Linked DNA regions of Gossypium arboreum: region 1 is linked to region 2. A link is a contact called in public Hi-C data. All regions are on one chromosome and are shown on one strand. The core of a region is the stretch at or near the end of the contact, and the rest is flanking DNA. Distances in the headings are between cores, read along the strand shown.

Evidence for each region. A called contact is a pair of places that touch in the nucleus more often than the background predicts.
Region 1: a contact with region 2 is called in a Hi-C map of leaf, with 2.9 times the contacts expected there. The contact joins the promoter of LOC108463905 here to the promoter of LOC108462882 in region 2. A contact is called at or near these places in 2 of 5 Hi-C or Micro-C datasets (both in leaf).

The regions. Positions count from the first base shown.
Region 1 is chr2:9,441,812-9,447,415 of ASM2569848v2, reverse strand. LOC108463905 (flavin mononucleotide hydrolase 1, chloroplatic) reads right to left here and starts at 1,983. Exons shown (of 7, transcript XM_017763900.2): 1 at 1,625-1,983; 2 at 1,388-1,463; 3 at 1-39. The coding sequence starts at 1,836.
Region 2 is chr2:9,246,076-9,251,676 of ASM2569848v2, reverse strand. It overlaps LOC108462882 (indole-3-acetic acid-amido synthetase GH3.17-like), which reads left to right and starts at 4,095. Exons shown (of 5, transcript XM_017762794.2): 1 at 4,095-4,285; 2 at 4,394-4,815; 3 at 4,907-5,008. The coding sequence starts at 4,538.

The sequences.
Region 1 (5,604 bases), core at 734-3,233, 200 kb before region 2:
AGGTCTTCTGTCTTTAAAGAATTTTCCTTCTAGCTCCTCCTGAAAGGAAATAAGATAACTTTCTCACACTCCAGACCAGAAGGTAAACAGCAAGGCAATAAAATTGAGAGAAAAGCAAACGTCTTAAAGGTCATATAGCAATGAAGAGACCCATAAGTGAAAAGGAGCGAAAGAGAAAAAGGGGTTATTAAACATAGAAGAAAGGCATGGAATTATTTTACATGCTTTCAGTCACAAATTATATTGCTAAAAAATGTGGTAGAAAGTACAGTAATAAAGTATAAATTCAAAAGTTCCATTTATAAATGTGAAACTGAAACCGCAATGATATCCTTTAATAGTATGTTTCTGGTGGACTGGAAATTTACAAGTTCTAGTAGGTTTCTGTCAAAGAATCAATATACAGGTCAATATAATATAGGATCATGGTTATGGATAGGTTAACGTTGGCATAAAACTAATAAGGATACGGAACAATAAAGAACATAAATAATAATAAATGAATGTACTGATAGTTAATCTAAAGGCAACAGATAAGTGGTGTGTTATGCTTTGGTTGTGTACACAAGCTTCACTAGCTGAAGCCTAGAGAAATATTGTTAAAAGACTAATGTTTTAGCTACTATATCCACTTATCAGAAAGCAAAGACGAAGGAAAGGGACTACAAAGGGCCATTTCATTTTGTGTTTAACAGGTAAATGATATTTTGCAGGAGATGTAAGAAGGCAACAATGATGGGAAGTAAGAAAAATCAAAACTAATGCAGTGTCACCAACTCGGGTTGTAAGTGGGTCAACATGCTGTGCAAGCTACTCAGGAAATAGTCAAGTTCTACTCCTCCTCTGCCAAGTCAGGTTCAGGCTCATACAGGGCTAATAAAGCATTTAAAAATGTATATTTTTAGTAAAATGCATATATTATCATCTATATGCACTATAATATATATAATTTTATTATTTTAGGGCCTATGTGTGTCTGAATAAATGTATGATATAGAACAAATAACATTACATATTCTTTAAGATATTTGATCCTAATTAAGTCAAGATCAAGTTTATAAAATGAAACTTATTCAAGCTCAGGGATGGTTTCAAGCCTCTCGTACACAAAACAGCTTGAGGTCAAGGCTGTTACTGTGGAACTCTATTCAACTCGCCTTTATGTACAAAAATTCAAAGGAATAAAGATCCAACTTAGCTTTTATTACTTGAAATGGCAATCAATCCTAAAAAATTGACAAGTGAAACATGTTTCAAGAAATATTATAATTTGTTAGGTACCTCAATCAAACAGTTTAACAGATCTTACAACACTTACTCATAAGACTACTTTAGTCAATAAAATCTAGAGAACTATAACTTTCCCACATTATAAATCTAGGTGTACCTCATCAATCACCCCATTTTCGAACTCAAGCCATGCAGTTGGATGCTTGCATTCAATTAGTTCCTTCAAAGACATTCTGACCATCGAATTTAACTTTGATCACTTCAAAAACTATCGCCAGCAGTGGCAGTTATATTGGTTTGAAATAAAAACAAAAATGATAAAAACCCAACAAACACAATTCGAAACAAGAATTAAAAAAGAGAAAGAGGGGAGGGAGATGAAAAAACCAGTTACCCGAAGAAGGCAGGGACGTCATGGTAAAAAGGGTCACGAACAATGGTGTCCATGATGTCAAACAGCAAAATGGGAAGCTTCCTGGAGTTGAAGGAAGGTGATGTGTTGGTGGGATTGATTGCCATCCTGGTTCTGGGGACTGGAGAAAATAGTTTTGGATGAAAGCAGAGTGATGTGGCTGGTGGTGGTGGTGCTCTAACCAATTGAGCCATCCAAACGTACACTTGCAACCCAAGAGAATTTTTGATATTTTGATTTCCAGATTCCCCTTACCAGGAAATAAGGGTCAATGTTCGCTGCACAATTCTGGGTTTGCCTCTCTATGTTTGGGCTTACCATTTGTTTCATCCATCTTTGTGGGTACTTCTCAAAAAAATAAAATGCCTTGGCCCAATATCTATATGTATATATTTGTAATTATAAATTTATATTCTTAATAAAATTAAATATTGAATGTAATTATGCCTTTTGATAAAATTAATTTTGTTTTTCAAAATTATTTATTTCTTAAATTCAATCTTATTAGTTATTACTATTGTAGCGATGTAAAAATTTGTTTGGTTTCGGTTGCTAATTGAGGCGATCTATTGAAAACTTGAAAGCTAAAATTTGATTTTAAAATAAACCGGGAGTCGCCACCGATCCTTTTTCCTAGGTACGATCGGATACCTATTAGATTTTTTTTTTAACAAAAAGAAGGCTGAGTTTAGGGTCTAGGTTAAAAACCAGAGAAAAATTAGGGCTCGGGAGTCAGTTACGTGCGAGGAAGGTATTAGCACCCTCGCGACGCCCAGAAATTGGCATCTCATAAACACGTGTTGTCTTGATTTTTAAAAATACGAGTTCAATATTAAAATTTAGTCGTGATCCAATTAAAAGAAGACGAGAAATTTTAGTTCATTCCGGTTTTTGAGAAGGGTATATCGCTTTAACACGAGTCAATTGATGTTCACCCAACATAGCAATGAACTCGATGACTTAATGTTAAATCGGTATATTGCCTTGATTGTTGAAATTAATTAGAAGGACATGGATAAAATTCTTGAAGTAATGTAAAACAAAATTGAGATGAAATAAAAATAAATAAATGGAAAAATTAAAAATATTTGAAATAAATAACATATAGGGCAATAATGCAAAAATATTGAAAATATATAATATATATATAACACATAGATGATACATGCATATACATTAGAAATAACAACAATATAAAATGGACTTACTAATATACTACATAGACATATACATTCATAGATATAAATAATAAGGATATTAGAAATACTAAGTATATAATGTTGGAATAACTACATAATACAAAAATTGTAGAATGTAGTATTAAAATATGTGCACGATATATATACTTATTTAAAAATAATAATAAAACTGTTGATAATATTTCACAAATATATGTATATACTAAAATATACATAACAATATATAAAGTATAATATATTAAAAACGTATCTAAAACATATAAAATGAAAATACATATGTTAAATAATATTAAAATATTTACATAATGCATACATATAGGAACAAACACTAATAATACATGGATATGTACATAGGCATATTAAATATATATACATATAATCGATATAGAAATATTAGAATAAAGCAATTAAAAAGTAATGCTATGCACAAATAGATATATACATATATAACAAAATATATACTATGGTTAATGATAATAACAATGACGATATAAAGATGTATACATACAACAACACATTCACTACATTAACAACCATAATAGTAATGGCATTAAAATACGAAGAACAACAATGTAACACAAAAATACTATATATATAAATCTATACACACAAATAAAAATATACACTATTGTAATAAAGATAATAATAATATATTATTAAAATATATAAAAGCAAGCATAACATTTAAATATTAAAATAAAGTAGCTAAAATACTAAACATAAATACATATATGCATATAATAATAATAATAATAATAATAATAATAATAATAATAATAATAATAATAATAATAATAATATGAAAATACAAGAAAATTTAAATAAGAATTAAAGATAAATGAAAAAAGGACCAAAATTGGATTAAAATCGAAGTTTTGGGGCCAAATCTAAAATAAAAATAAGCCACGGGGTTGTATTGCAACACGCGTGAAACATGGGGGACTGAATCAGTAATATTCCCATTCTATCAAAACGCAGCGCATCAACAGGGAGTAGATTGCAAGTCAGATTAAATTTTAGGGCCAGATTATAAACAAAAATAAACCTAATTTAAAACACTGAAAATGCGGAAGGATCTAATGCGCAAATATACCATTGAATTAAAAAACACGCGGATCTGACCTGGTGCGGGTCGGGTCGACCTGACCCGCGTCCAAAACGGCGTCGTTTTTAGTCTAAACAGAGGGGGTCCAAAACGGTGCGTTTCGGACCCCTATATAAGTCAAAAAAATTTTAAAAAAAATTCATTTTGTACCGTGGAGAGAAAAAAAAAGAGAGAAGGGGAGAGGGAAGAAAGAAGAGAGGGGAGAGGAGGGAGCTCTAGCTACGGGCGGTCAACTGACCAATGCTTAGGAGGTCCATGGGCCGTAGGAAAAGGTAAAAATTTACTTTTTTTGTTTTTATTTTTTATTTTTTTCAAATAAATGTGTATATATATGCTAGAAATGAGGAAGAAAAGAAGAAAAGAGAAAAAAAAAATGGATTTAAGAAGATAATAAAGAAAAAATAAGAAACAAAATCACCTTCCGATTTATGTTTTCGTTCCTTGTTTCCCTTTTTTGTATTTTCCTCTACTTTTTGTATTCGATGTATGCTATTTGTTGTTTGAATCTATTGCTAATATTGTTATTACAAAGTGGTTAGATTTGCTTCTCTTTTTTCGAATCCCCCCTTTTACAAATGTTTATTTCTCGGCTTTAAAGCCGACTACAAAACTAGGAAAATATTATTTATTTTTTGTCCTATTCTGTTTGGTCTGCTTCTGTCTTTGCAGGGTATGGAGGTGTCAGGGAAGTGGAGGAGAAGCATGCGGTGGCAGACGGTATGGGATTGACCAAGGATGGTGCTAGTGTTAGAGGAAAGTGGGGCGTGGTAGCTAAGGGCAGAAGGGCGTGCGGCGCAAGTAGGGAGGCAAATGGAATTAGGGTTTCCTCTCTGCTGATTTGTTTTGGGCTGCTGGGCTAGGTTAATTTAGGGTATTGGGCTAGTAGTACTTGGGTTAGGCTAATTGGGCTGAAAATATTGTAAACAGGCTTGGGTTAGTAAGGGTTTGAAATGTATTTGGGTTTGGCAAAATTGGGTATGTACAACTATTAATATTTTAATATATTTTATATAATTTTTAAAAAAAATTTAAGATAATAATTTGGATATCTTACTTTTTAACCAAGAAGAAAGAAGAATATCTAAGCCACTTACCTACTTATCTTATTCAACATTTTTTTGTTAAAAATTTTATATTAATTAAAAAGTTAATAAAATTATCAAACACGTTTTAAAAAAATTAAATTAGCGAATCCTAATGCTAAATGTGTGGAAACCCTAATATTGACCAATTGTGTCAACCTCGAACCTTGATCGACATGCATAAGCTATAAAACTTGATAACAAATTAAATTGGAACGACAAATTTTATTGTTCAATTTTTTTTTATATTTTATAATTAAATTTAAATAAAAATATTATCTATTTATTTTTCTTCTAAATAAGTTTCCAAGCACCTATCAAGCTAATGATTCAAGGTTCTTGTGATCTAATGTGTTTAATTGAGTGAAAAAGTAAAAGGAAGAAATAAAATAGTAGAAAGAAAATAAATTTTAGGTATAGTTGATAAGAAGAAAAGTTTTGTATTTTTAATTATATATGGGCTGATATTGAGTACATAAAGCGATCAACATCACGTTTGAAGCATTCAAAGCGGATTACGGATTAGTTTCATTATAGGGTAGCGAGTATCGGATTATTGAAGCATGGATCACTGCT
Region 2 (5,601 bases), core at 2,846-5,345:
ATAATAAATAATTAAATTTCTAAACAATTCCTACCTTATTCCCAATTTAATCCCAACTAAACTTAATTATTTTCTTAATCCAATTCACTCTCTTTTCTATTCAAATTTTGTCTAAACTTATATTTAACTATAAAATTTCCTGCATATTTCCCTAATTTCAAAATTTCTTCAATTTAGTCCCTACAACATAAAACTTATAGCCTAGTTTACAATTTAATCCCTTAATCAATTCTAACTTATAATTCATTCAATTAAATCCCTAATTCCATAATTTGTCCAACATGAACCATATTTGGAAACATATGAACTCTTGAACTATCAACTTAATTTCATCAAAATCTTGTTTCAAAGCTTCTAAAACATCAAGATTAACTGAAAAGGACTTAATTAACTTACCAAATTAACTCCAAGCTTCAAATCCTTAGTTTTCTCTTTTATTTTTCTTTCCCTTTTTCTTTCTCTTTTTCTCCCCTGCTTCCCGTTGTCAATTCTGTTTCTATTCCCTTTTGTTTCTTTATTTCTCTTTTATATTTATTTGCTTTACTTATTTAATTAGCATATATTATAATATATTTATTTTAAATATCTATTTTAACATCATTTACATATTTTACAATTGAACACATATTTAATTCTACATTTGTACCAATAATTTTATTACATTTGTCATTATTTAATTTGTTTCTCAAACAAAAATCTCATAATTTAAAATTTTAATTATTTAATTAACAAATATCTTTTTACTTAAATTATAAGTAATTTAGTATTTAAATTACAAATGTACCAATATAATTTTTACACATGTATATTTTATTACCATATATTTATCAACTATTTAATTTATTTAAAATATAATATTCATTAAATAATCATAATAATTATAAAACCATAATAATAATTTTAATATATATAATACATACATTCAAGAAAAATCTTGATTTTTCTTCCATTTGCCGCCTCAATTTATGTAAATGGCTTAATTGTCATTTTGATCCTTTTTATTCTCTATTACTTTAGAATTAAACTTTTACCCCTTTTTCAATTTAGTTCTTTTTGCTAATTATTCTAAATTAAGCTAATTTCACCTAATTAAATCCTAATTAGACACACCACTAGGCTCATAAATATTTTTAATAATTATTTTCGAACTTATTTCACTAAGACGGAGGCCTTATAACTCACTTTTCCGGTGCCCGTGGATTTTGGGTCATTACATATAGGTTGTTTTGGCCAATGTTGGCATATAAGGGTTTTGTTGAGACTAGCAATTTGAATGGTTTGTGTTTGGTATATTTTGATGTGTATATAAGTGGCCTTATCATATTTGTTATGTGTTTGATATGGTAGAATGAAAGACAGTAAAATGTGGTGATATTTCATGTTTAAGACTTGATTTGGCTTGTTTTGAATGTCTTATTATGGTTTGTTGATGTGCAAATTGTTGTGTTTAGGTTGGTACCAAATTGGGTGAGAAATGTGGCTTGGAAAATGACCTATTTTTGTTCACACGGGCAAAGACACAGGCATGTGTCTCAACCGTGTGTAACACACAGCTAGGTGACACAGCCATGTGTCCCCTGTATCTTTTAAATTGCGCAAGTAGTATGATTTCACGGCCTAGCACACGAGCGTGTGGTTTGGCCGTGTGACCCAAGTCAGAGAGTTACACTGGCACAGAAACGGGCTAGGACACGGCCGTGTGTCCCTATTTCGAATGCCTACACGGCCTGAGACACGGGCGTGTCTCCTAACCGTATGAGTCACACGGCCTGGCCATACGGCTATGTATCCCCTGCAACTTTGAAAATTTTCAATGTTTTCCAAAAAAAATTTTGAGTACTCGATCTAGTCCTGACTTGTTTCTAACTTGTGTTTTGGGCCTCGAGGACTCATATAAGGGACAATATGTTTGATTTCAATTGGTTTTCGATTGATTTCTTATATGAATGCTATATTATATGAAATGTCTGACTAATTGATCTGTAAACTCCAGTAATGCTCCGTAACCCTATTCTGGCGACAGATTCGGGTTAGGGGTGTTACACTAATGGATCACTGTGTGTCCAAAGGAACTTTGTTGAGCCAATACAAAAAACCTAGTTGCATTAAATCTGAGGAAGCCATGAAGATATTAGATTCAAGAGTGATAAGAAAGTATTTCAACCCCAAATCACCGTTATAATTAGTTTGCATCATTTCTTGTTTAAAAACTCGGGAGAATAATCTTTTTTACTTTATTGTGTTAGTGTCAAAAATGTTTGGCAAAATTATTGATATCTTGTTTTGAACTCAAAGTTATAACCTTTTCTAACATAATGTTAAGTAAGGGCATTCAATCATATAAGCATACCATGTTACCTTTGCTTCATGATATCTTGCAAGCCAAGAAAGTCCTTTGAGATTCAAGTGCTTGATTTATCTAAAACACAGGCGTAGTGAAATATTTCCAAGTACATCAAAATTCACTCATATGGGATGTCAGAAAAATCGTTGACTTTGGGTTATATTTTAGGCAAACCTTATTCTCTTTGGATTATATTTTAGATAAACTGAGAGTATTTCTACTTTGTTTATTCAATTGGATTTAACTATTAACTTATTTAAAAATTTGATTTTTTTTTATGAATTACAAGAGGAGGGAAAGTCCTAATAGTAATGCGACTAGTGCGAATCGAATGCATGCCACACCTAGGGCGTAGTGAAATATTTCCAAGTACATCAAAATTCACTCATATGGGATGTCAGAAAAATCGTTGACTTTGGGTTATATTTTAGGCAAACCTTATTCTCTTTGGATTATATTTTAGATAAACTGAGAGTATTTCTACTTTGTTTATTCAATTGGATTTAATTATTAACTTATTTAAAAATTTGATTTTTTTTTATGAATTACAAGAGGAGGGAAAGTCCTAATAGTAATGCGACTAGTGCGAATCGAATGCATGCCACACCTAGGGCGATGAACACCTTGATTATCAAGCCAACATGGGGTTCAAAAATTTTATTTTTTAATCACTCTAGCAGTTTATAGTTTTGTGTTCTTTGATGTTTATATATTATGAGCCTTTTTGACACATTCGCTTGTCTTGTTGTATGCCTTATGGGTTTTACAAATCTTGTTTGGTTTATTTGGTATGTTGTCTCCTTTTTGGGAGGTTTTCAATGACTACATATCATATATAAAATGATTAAATTATGCATTAAGTTCCTATATTTTTCATGATTTTGGAATTTAATCATTATACTTTTTAAGGAATTTAGTTTTTTACTTTTTAGATTTTAAAATTTAAGTCCAACTATTAATACTTTTGAGATTACTTAATTAAATTCGGGTTCATTAAAATGTCAATTTTTAATTATATTATTATCAAATGAGTATTTTTTATTTCAAAATGTCACATTAACAAATTTACAAAAAAAATTATAGTGTTTTGAATTTAAAAATCTGAGAAGTATGACTAAATTTCTGAAAATAAAATTATAAATTTTAATTTAAAATTTATAAAAAGTACAAAACTTATTACACATTTTAACCATAAATTTTAGAATTTTTTTTATTTTAGGAATTTGTAAAGAAGGTTAATTATTACACAATTATTACTCAAAATTTATTGAAGTAATGAAAATCGATCGCACAAAATCTTTTAGAAAACGTATTTTAAAAATAAATTTCCTTCCACCTATTTCAAAAAACAAAATATAATATAGTAATAAACTCTTGCTTGGGTACGCTATCCTTCCAATACATATCATATGCAAATTTCAATTTTTTAATTCTAAAAGTTGGTAAAGATTCTTCAAAAACTAATAATAATAAGTTGGTAAAGAGACTTAGACCATCACAATTTCGCTCTTCAATATTTAAAAAAAATTATTTTAACTTTGCATTTAATTTTTAGTTAAATTATATGGATACGATTAGATACTGTAATAAAAATATTTTTATTATTTTATATATATCTTTTATGTTAAAATATTCAATATAAATAAAAATATTAATATTTTTCATTAATATATAAATTTGTTTTACTTTCTTACCCCATTATAAATTTATAACTATATAAGACAATGCATTAACTATTTTTTTTCTTTCTTACACACCATTAACTATTTTTTCTTTCTTTCTTACGCAGCATTAACTATTTTTTTTTCTTTCTTATGTAGCCCTTTTATTTTCTTCCCCATTTACCCCTATTTTCCCTTCTCATTTACCATCCTTACCTTTGCTCTGTATTTCATTTTCTGCAAAAAACCCAGCATCATCATCTTCATATAAGCGAATCAGGTATGTTAAAAATCTCATAAATTATCACGATTAAATGTTAAAGTTCTTTTTTTCTGTTTACTAAAGTTCTATTCTTGTATATGGGTTTTTTTTCCGTTTCTGATTCAGGCCAAAGTAAAGTCCGGGAGTGTCCTTTTTTGACACGCTTCAAGGTGTGTCCGGTACGTTTCCGGCCGTGTCGGCAGCGTGTCCGTGTTGGACACCAGTACGACACTGGTACGAGGGGATTTTCCCCGTGTCGGTGCTTCCTAGATGGCAATGAATGGGTATGAAGGTGGGTTGAAGATGATTGAGGAACTGACCACAAATGCTGGGCAAATTCAAGACAAGGTGTTGAGGGAAATACTAAGTAGAAATGCAGGAACAGAGTATTTAAGGGGATTCCTCCATGGTCAAACCGACAAGCAACTCTTTAAGAAAAATGTTCCCATAGTTACTTATGAAGATCTCAAGCCTTACATAGATAGGATTGTTAATGGGGAGACATCAGATATCCTTTTAGCTGAACCCATTACAGGGTTCTTTCTAAGGCATGCATGAATTTGTTGCTTTGGTTCTGTGTGTTTTGGGGCATTGTTTGCTTCCTTCTAATAGTTCTATCATCTGTTTGATCAAATGCAGCTCTGGGACTTCAGGCGGGCAGCCAAAGCTGATGCCTGTCACTGCTCAAGTTGCTAAAAAGTGGGAATTATTTCGTGGCTTGTACGAGTCTCTTGTGATAAAGTAAGGAACCCATCCCTATTTTCTAGTTTTTCTTTCAGCTACTCGTGAAATCACACTGTTTACTTGTTCATCCATGACCTGAACACAACCATATATAATCGGATCTTTAATTAAACTAGGAAAAATCCACTTATACCCAAAAAAGTTTTATACTCTTCTGTATATATTTGTACGATAAATATTTTAATAATTTAACTATTAAATTATCGATATAATTACACTTAAAATTTTTAAATAAATATAATATTTCAATCATATCGATCTAATCATTTTTCACCATTTTTTAAACTTTTAATTCATCAAATTAGTTTTTATTCTTGTCAATGCCTGAGCCAGTTGTGTGTAATAAATTTATAATATTTTTTATAATATTAGTTTTTGTTTAAAATTTTCAATTAATTTCTTCAAAAATCATTAATAAATTGGAAAAATAATGAAATTAGAAAATATTTTTAAAAGTATTTTAATATTAAAATATACAAAATTCATCATAGTTTAAATATTAATATTAATTTAATATTTTTTGGTAATTTTCTTAATTAATAAACTTTTTAATATTAATATTTTAAATTTGTATCACTTCGCTTGTGACA